2 separate regions of the Mus musculus genome follow, and region 1 is linked to region 2. The links are chromatin contacts, called in public Hi-C maps. All regions are on one chromosome and are shown on one strand. Each heading gives the region's core, a stretch centred on a gene start, on an enhancer-like site or on the middle of the called end of the contact. The rest is flanking DNA. Distances are from core to core; before and after follow the strand shown. Region 1 overlaps Akap7 (A kinase (PRKA) anchor protein 7). Region 2 has its middle 26 kb from the start of Gm51762.

Region 1 (3,913 bases), core at 437-2,936, 150 kb before region 2:
ATGGCGTTCTTTCAGGGTGGGTCTTTTTTCCTCAGCTAATCCCCTCTGGACACACCCATCAGAGATACCCAGAAGTATATCTCTCTCTAAATATTCTAAATCAGTGGTTCTCAACGAACGGGCTGTAACAGCTTTGGGTCAGTTTTGTTCCAATAAAAATACACCCTACATATTAGATATTTGTATTATGATTCACAACCGTAGCAAAATTGCAGTTATGAAGTAGCAATGGAAAACATTTTATGGTTGGGGGGGGTCATCACAACATGAGGGACTGTATTAAAGGATCAAAGCATTAGGAAGGCAGTGTTATAAACCCAGTTGACAAAGACAAGCAACTATCATGATGTCTGTGAGTGCCTAGTGTATATACAGACATGGTTGAAGATGGTTTAGTTGTGTTAGCTGTGATAAAGTTGACAAATGTATATATTATTCAAAATAATCTGGTAATGAGAGGAGATCATAGGAGACGCAGTTGTCATACAGTCAGTCCTCCTCCATATTAGTGAGGGGTGGAAGAACCAGGGCTAGAACAGGAGGGGGGGGAGAGGGAGAGGGAGAGGGAGAGGGAGAGGGAGAGGGAGAGGGAGAGGGAGAGGGAGAGGGAGAGGGAGAGGGAGAGAGATCGCACTAGTGAGCCAGCAGAGTACAGAGCTGAAAACCCAGCGAGTGAGGTAGACTCAGGCCCTTTTCTACTTGTGCTGCTGCTTCCCACGTACACAGCTTTGTGCACAGCACTTGACTCCAAGCCATTTATAAAATGAGGACAGTGGTTGTGACCCCCTGCGTCTCCTGTGAATGCTGAATGAGGTCATACAGACACGGTTAGCATCAGGCCTGACTACGTTGTGCTCATTATAATTGCTGCCTTGTGCGGCTTTCCTGAGCCCAGGTGAGGACTTAAGGAAAAGTTAGTAAAAGAAAATGCTAGGCTTTTTGTTTGTTTGTTTTTAGTCTGTATTGGGAATACAGGCAACAAGAATTGAGATTCTTAGGAGAGTCAAGGCATTCAAACAGTGTACTGAAGAATTTGTAAACTGTCTTTACTGGCCATCTTTTCCAATGGGAGAGAGTAACCTGAGATCTGGTGTTTAGCCTGATGTTTGAGTAACCTATGAAGTTCCTTCAATGGTTAGGTTCCACACTTCATCGATTTTGTGCAGGACTTGATGAAAGTCCCTGAAAGGCAGGAATCCTCCCTTGGCAATGCTGGGTTTTCTTGCTCTTCTGTGTCTATAGCTGAAAATAGAGGGCTCGCCCTCTTTTGGACCCTGCGTTCTCATCTGCTCTGATTGGTTGAACTTCTCAGTTTCAAAGTTAAGTTTACCCTTAGAGCCCCTATGCTTCCTGTATTAGCATACAAAAGGTGTTCATTGTGGTGACCACTGTGTGGCAGGCTGGAGATGCTGAGTATCAGACCCCCTGTCACTGTCAGCTAGCCGTCTGCCCTTGCTCTCTGCCCTCTGAGCAGGGAGGTGAGTCTCCCATGTAATTTACTTCTCAGCACAGGAAAGGGCTTTGGCTACACATGTTGTTTAAAGCTGGGCAGCATTTGCATGAAAGAACAGACCGATAGTAACCGTGAGGAGGCATTTGAGAACTGGCATCAAGCAGCGTTTCATTAGATGAGATCTTAGATACCCGTTGTGGATTAATTGGTAAAGAACGAGCTGGCTGGGGAGGCTCATATCTACAGCTCCATCACTTGGGAAGCCAAGGCAGGATTGCTGTGAGTTGTGGCTACCCTGCACTATAGAGTGAGACTCCAAAATCACAGCACAAAACCAAGTAGAGACTTATTTTTATATCCTTAGTTTTCTATGTATCTCTGCCCTTCCCTTAACTCACATATGCTTTGGATGGCTTGTTATATTTTTCTTCCGTATGCTTTATAGGAAAAAAAAAATCTTTCCAATTACATGCTAAAATTACACCGAGAATGGCAATTTACAACTACACATTTCTATAACTTTTAACTTACAAAAAGAAAGAAAAGTACTGTAAAGAGAGGCAGGAAGTCTGCTGGGATCTGACCCAGTAGGAGTGACAAGCCAGTAAGGAGTCACACACTTCAGAGGCAGGTCTAGACAGACAGACTGACAGAAACTCCTGAAGGGCGTAAAGTATAAGGACAGCGTTTGCATATCAGTATTCCTGGATGTAGCTTCTGAATCTTTTGTTTTAGCAACAGAAAGACTACAAAGATGCAGGAGTGTAGCTTCTGGGTCCGCGCAACAGACCAGTGCTTATTGTGTTATTTGTTTTTCTTCTATGAACATCGAGAAATCAGGCCTTGGGTGTAGCTCAGTTGGAAGAGAGCTTTCCCAGAAAGCCCTCATGCTTCATTTCAGCACCAGGAGTGGGGGCACATGCCCGTGGACCAGCACGTGGGAGGTGGAGCCAGGAGGATCTAAAGCTCAGAGTCATGGTTGGCTCTGTGGCTAGTTGAGGCCAGCTTTGTCTAGTGTCTAGTTGTCTCTAAACAAACAAACATAAAGAAATAAACTACAGTGTTGGATATGATTATCCTATTTCCTTCAGGCGCAATAATTCATCTTTTGAGATCTTAGTGTTTGTGATTTTTGTTCACTAACTTTATTAAGCATTTATGTGTATGTGTACACGTTCAGATATATCCTGTGTGCATATGTGTGCAGGTGCATAGGCGTGTGTGTGTGTGTTTGTGTGTGTGTAGCAGAGGTCTAGATAGGGTGTTATCCTCCATTTTTTTGAGACCAGGTCTCCCACTGAATCTGGAGCTTGCCAATTTTGCCAGACTGACTGGCAGCGAGCCCAAGGGACATCCTTTTCTCTGCCTTGCGGCACATGCTGCCTTGCCCAGCTTTTACATAACACTGGGGATTTTAACTCAGATCCTCATGTTTGCATTGCAAACAGTTTGCTGACTGAGCCCTCCCTCTAGCTGGTCTAGGGCCTTAGCTTATGTTCCATTGAAACTATGGCATTTTTCTCTTAACGGTTTCCTTTTGTGTGTCACCTATCACACAATCACAGACTCTCCATGCTGTGTTCCTTGTTTTAAATGCATATATGTTCCAGAATTTGGAGTGATAGAGCAGGTCTTTCCTCTCATCATGCTTTAGGATTTAATGTCCCTTTTCTCACCACTATTTTGAATAAAAGGCTCTTTTTATTTTCTTTCTTACGTTGCTACAAGTTATTCAACTTAATGTTTTCTTTAACCAATCAGCCGAAAGGCTGAAGAGCAAGAATTGACAACAACAACAACAACAACAACAATTTGTATAGCTTTATAGTCACATTAAGTAATTAATCAGAAACCGGGTCTCTCTCTCTGCAGCCCAGGCTGGCCAAGAACTGGTGGACTCTCAGCCGCAGTGCTAAGTGTGGAGTGTGCAGGTGCTCACCGACAGCTCTGGCTTCAGAGTCAGGACAGAAAGATTTGCTCTTTATTTTGAGTGGAACTTTTCCTCAAAAGTGCTCTGAAGTCCGTGTGTGTGTGTGTGTGTGTATAGATATATAATTAGTCACAAATGAAAAAAGATGAGCAGAGAACAGTTGCATCATACTTAGGCCTTATTTGTCTATTAGAGACAGTAACTGGACTCAATACTTCAAATGTCATGGACATAAGGCAGTTGCCACCCTCAGAGTATTGGTTTCATTCCTGCCATTTTCAACCATTATAAGAAAACCCCCAAATCCTAGAGGAGATATATAGTGCTCTAAGCACCATTTGCCTGCAGCCAGGCTCCCAAGAGAAGCAAGCAGAAAAGGTTAAGGTTTGTGTTTAGATCAACGCTCTCAAACTTTATGTGCCAAATACGCCTCTCTCTCAGTTTTATTTTATTTTTTTAACAGCTTATGATTTTTTTTATTAAAAAAAACCCAAACAATATTTCAGAATGTAATAAAGACAAAAATATTT
Region 2 (4,283 bases), core at 1,024-3,523:
TGCGTGTGCATGCGCGTGCATGTGTGTGTGTGCATGCACAAGTGCATGTGTGTGTTCATGCATGTGTGTGCATATGTATGTTTGTGCATGTGTATATACATGAGTGTGTGCCTAGATGTGTATGCATATACATATATGTGCATGTGTGTGCATGTAACTTTTCTATTGCTGTGAAGAGACATCATAACCAAGGTAACTTATAACATAAATCGTTTAATTGAGAACTTGCTTACGATTTCAGAGGGTGAGTCCGTGACCACCAGGGTGTGGAGCATGGCAGCAGCAGGCAGACATGGTGCTGGAGCAGTAGCTGAGAGCTTGCATTGTATCCACAAGCAGCAGGTAGAGAGGGGACAAGACTGGACCTGGCAAGGGCTTTTAAAGTCTCAAAGGCCACCCCAGTGACACGCCTTCTCCAACAAGGCCATACTTCCTAATCCTTCCTAAACGCTCCATCAACTAGGAACCAAACATTCAAATATATGAGCCCTGGGGTGTGGGGGCATTCTCATTTAAACCACCACAATATCCTTTTATTTGTATTCATTTATTTTTATTTTAAGAAAAGACAAGATATAGACTAGGAGAAAAAAAATCTTAGTAAAACATGTACTCACTGAAGGACATATCCAAAACACACAAAGAGCTCTTAAAAGTAAATAATAAAAGATAAACACCAAATTCAAAGAGGAGCTACTGATCTGAATAAACACTTCACCGCAGATGGTATCCAGACAGGAAACAAGCAAATGGGTCAGTTTGATGAAAATAAACTCAACTGTGTACGCCAGTGTGATGGCTATTCCCAGTTGTCAACTTGACTACATCCGGAACGAACTACAATCCAGAAATGGAGGGTACATCTGGGATCCAGATCTTGAAGCATAGTGGCCATGAGAAGCTTTGGCCCAGGAAAGGTAATACATGCCTTTAATCCTAGGAGACGGAGGCAAGCAGATCTCCTATTTCAAGGCCAGCTTGGGACAGAGGCAGTTCTAAGCAAAGAACAGCTTAGGTCCAGTTGGGGTGGTCTGGGCTGTACCTTCTGCTGGAGACCTACGTAAGGACATTGGAAGAAGGAACATTCACTCTTCTTCGCCTGCTTGCATTTACTTGCCAGCATCTCTGTTGGAACCTACTTCTCCAGAAGACCAGCTGAAACAACTAGCCTCGGGGACTGAGCAACTACTAGATTCTTGGACTTCCCATTACGGCTGCCCATTGTTGGGTTAGTTGAACTGCAAACTGTAAGTCATTCCAATAAATTCCCTTAATATATAGAAACTTTCCATTAGCTCTGTGACTCTAGATAACCCTGACTAATACAGCCAGTTAGAAAATAGCAAATGTCAAAAATACCACACCTCTTGGAATGGCTAAAATACAAAACACATTACAACATTTCAGAGAAAAATTATGCATTGTTAAAGCATGGTTCCGGCCGGCTGGCCAGCCAGCCAACCAAAAAACATTAAAACTGGAAATAATCAAAACACCTGCACACAAAATCATAGGTCAATACTTGGAAGTATCCTCAAGCCAAAAAAAAAAATATGGAGAAATTGAAACAAATAAATTATAATCTTTTGAAAAAATAGGAATGAATCCTAGCAACAAAATTGGGCTAAAAAGTGAACTACAGACCATAGTGTACACAAAAGTGAGCTACAGATCATAGCGTACACATAGTATACACATAGTGCTCACATAGTGTAGCAACGATAAAATGAACTTTAAAAATATATTTATTCTTTATACTTTACCTAAAACCTTTAGATGTTTGTTGACATGTAGTAGATCTAACTTAAACATGTTTAAAGGTGGGGGGGGGGCGTCTATGTAACTGAAGATAGGAGAGCTGATAAATATGATTTTCCTTAATAAAAGTTCAGCGTCGGGGTTAGCAAGTCTCTCTTGCGTCATTAAGAGATATTCTTCACACAGTCTCAGAAACAAGATGTAGTTAACACAGCTTCTTATTGGATACTGTCTGAACTTGCAAAAGATGCCTTTGCTCAACAAAGTAAGTTGTAGTCTCAAGTAAAATGTAAAAATCACTTATGTCCCAAAATTATAGCTTGTGCTCTGGCAACGTTCACTGTGTACTTCCGTCATCTCTATAAATAGAAGCCAGACCAGGCCCTGGGAAGACAATTACTGTTGTGTGACAGTGACTCAAGCTGGCATTCCGGACACTCACGACACACCCAAACATTCTCAGAAATCCTCGGAGTCCAGGGGCTCAGGGCTTGCCCCTCACTATCTCTATAAAACTGTCATCACACCACTACATACACAGTTCCCATTCAGCATCAGGTCACTTCGAGGTCAGTGCTGTGACTGCCTACATCTGACAGAGGCTAAAGGTGGTCCTGATGAATTTAGGTCCTGGATCCCCACTGTTTCTACAAATCAGAAGACATAAAATGTGTAGCTGTGCAAGACGACAGGAAGCAGGGGCCTCGAAAGAATCGACGTTCCTCCACTCTGTTAGCACAGCTGACTCCTCAGAAGGAGATCAAAGGTCAAAGGCACCCTTTGGAACGTTTCTCATTCACTCCACTTTCTCTTCATGTTTCCCCGAGTCTGAACTTGAACATTCAGTGACTAGCCAACTCCTTATAAAGTGTTATTTACATCATCACGAGTAACTGCCACCCTTAAACAGAGAGTTGTAGTGGGTTGGTCTGATGCTGCTTGTATTCTAATGCAAATACTGGCTTCTCAAGATATGATTTCCTCTAGAGAGTCAATCTCACTATGTGGTGTTATCCAAGTGATGCTATGTGAACATTGCTCTCTAATTTAACTGTCAAATAAAATAAAACACCTGGTTTGTGTGTCTTTTATATGGGCTAGCTAAAATTATAAATCCATACTATGGGGATTTCTATTGCTGCACAACTAATTCAACAAATACACAGTGAACTCCCACAGTAGCTGCAAAGAACAAGACAGAATGCCTCTCTGGTGGGGAAAAGAAGGAATAAGCTTTCATATGTATAAGGCCAGCGTGCTCACTGTATGATGCTTTCTCCCTCCTCAACAGGCTCGCACTCCCTCAGAGCTCAGATATGCCTCACAGTAGGCCTTCAAGAACTTAACCTTGCTGGGTACTGGAACTTCATATTCTCTTACATTACAAACCCCTGTGTTTAAACAAGGCAATGTTTTACTCAAGGAGGAAATGGTTTCTCTAATGCAGCAGTTCTCAACCTGTGGGCCACGGCCCCTTTGAGAGTTGAACGACCCTTTCAGAACAGTAGCAAAATTATAGTTATGAAGTAACAACAAAAATCGTTTTATGTTTGGAGGTCAGCACAACTTGAAAAGCTCTGTTAAAGGGTTGCAGAATTAGGAAGGCTGAGAAGCACTGCTCTACCATAAACCATCTTCACTTCATTGAATTCACAGGTATTTATAGCAAAGTCTAAGGTAGGGGAGAATTTAGTCAGATACTTAAAAAAAAAAAAAGGACAGGCACTCACATTTTATCTGTTGGTATGATGCTTAAAAACAGTCTTTACAATCAAATCACAACCATGAATTCTAAACATTAAATAGCTTAAAGCAGAAAGCTACATCAATTTGTACTGAATTGCAAAAATCTATCATAGCAGTTTCATCGTGAGAGTTTTTGGATTGTCATATTTATTAGTGCTGTTCTATGAACAGGTAAGTGTAGGAATATTTACGATGAAGTGTGGCTAGACATTTCAGACCTAAGACATCAATAGTTCCTCCTATAAAGCTGTCCTAAGGAGATAAAATATAGGAACAAGCTTAAAACACAGATGTAAAAATGAGTTAGCAAGAGTAGAAAGGACTATCATGCAAGCAGGTGAAAGGCTTTCATGAAACAGTAAATATGATACCACACCGAGTTAACGAACTAATCACAGAAACTGTCTCAGTGGTTTCAATTCCTGATGACCACGCCTATCCACTCAGAGGGGTTCACCCTCTCCAGCAGCCATATTCATTTTCTGTGACCTCAGTGAGTTTACAACTACAATTAAGGTAGAAGAATATTCTGGGACAGAAGGGACAGTGCAGTTGGTAAAGTGGCAAAGATTTGTGTTGCATCCCAAGGCCCAAGGATGTGTGCTTTCCGATACCCTGTGCTGCTGTGGCAGAGACAAGATGATCCCTGGAACTAGCTGCCGGTTAGTCTAGCCTAGTTGGTGAGCACTAGGTCATAAGAGGCTGTATCTAAAAGGAGGTGGATGCTGTCTCTGAGAATGGCTTCATACATTCCACTTAAACTGATGTTGTTCCTTTAA

The links. Hi-C and Micro-C count contacts between places; a contact is called where the count stands out from the background.
Region 1: a contact with region 2 is called in a Hi-C map of the N1E-115 cell line, with 4 times the contacts expected there. The contact joins two enhancer-like sites. A contact is called at or near these places in 6 of 39 promoter capture datasets (the 3T3-L1 cell line, 3T3-L1-derived adipocytes, the HPC-7 cell line and 3 more), 2 of 15 datasets of contacts at CTCF or cohesin (CD8 T cells and pro-B cells), 10 of 484 Hi-C or Micro-C datasets (the HL-1 cell line, the N1E-115 cell line, bone marrow-derived macrophages and 7 more), 4 of 115 datasets of contacts at active chromatin or transcription factors (craniofacial prominence, embryonic stem cells, neural progenitor cells and 1 more) and 4 of 9 other capture datasets (adipose tissue, embryonic stem cells, liver and 1 more).

Annotation. Positions count from the first base shown.
Region 1 is chr10:25,205,579-25,209,491 of GRCm38.p6, reverse strand. All of the region lies in intron 7 of Akap7 (A kinase (PRKA) anchor protein 7), which reads left to right. Among named protein-coding and RNA genes, the nearest start is that of Gm36313, 53 kb to the right of the region's middle. Within about 2 kb of position 1,686, at least 6 of the 459 cell types and tissues checked have an H3K27ac peak or open chromatin away from gene starts, as enhancers often do. A contact at or near this core is called in the N1E-115 cell line, where this site is marked.
Region 2 is chr10:25,059,846-25,064,128 of GRCm38.p6, reverse strand. No RefSeq gene overlaps it. Among named protein-coding and RNA genes, the nearest start is that of Gm51762, 26 kb to the left of the region's middle. Within about 2 kb of position 2,273, at least 31 of the 459 cell types and tissues checked have an H3K27ac peak or open chromatin away from gene starts, as enhancers often do. A contact at or near this core is called in the N1E-115 cell line, where this site is marked.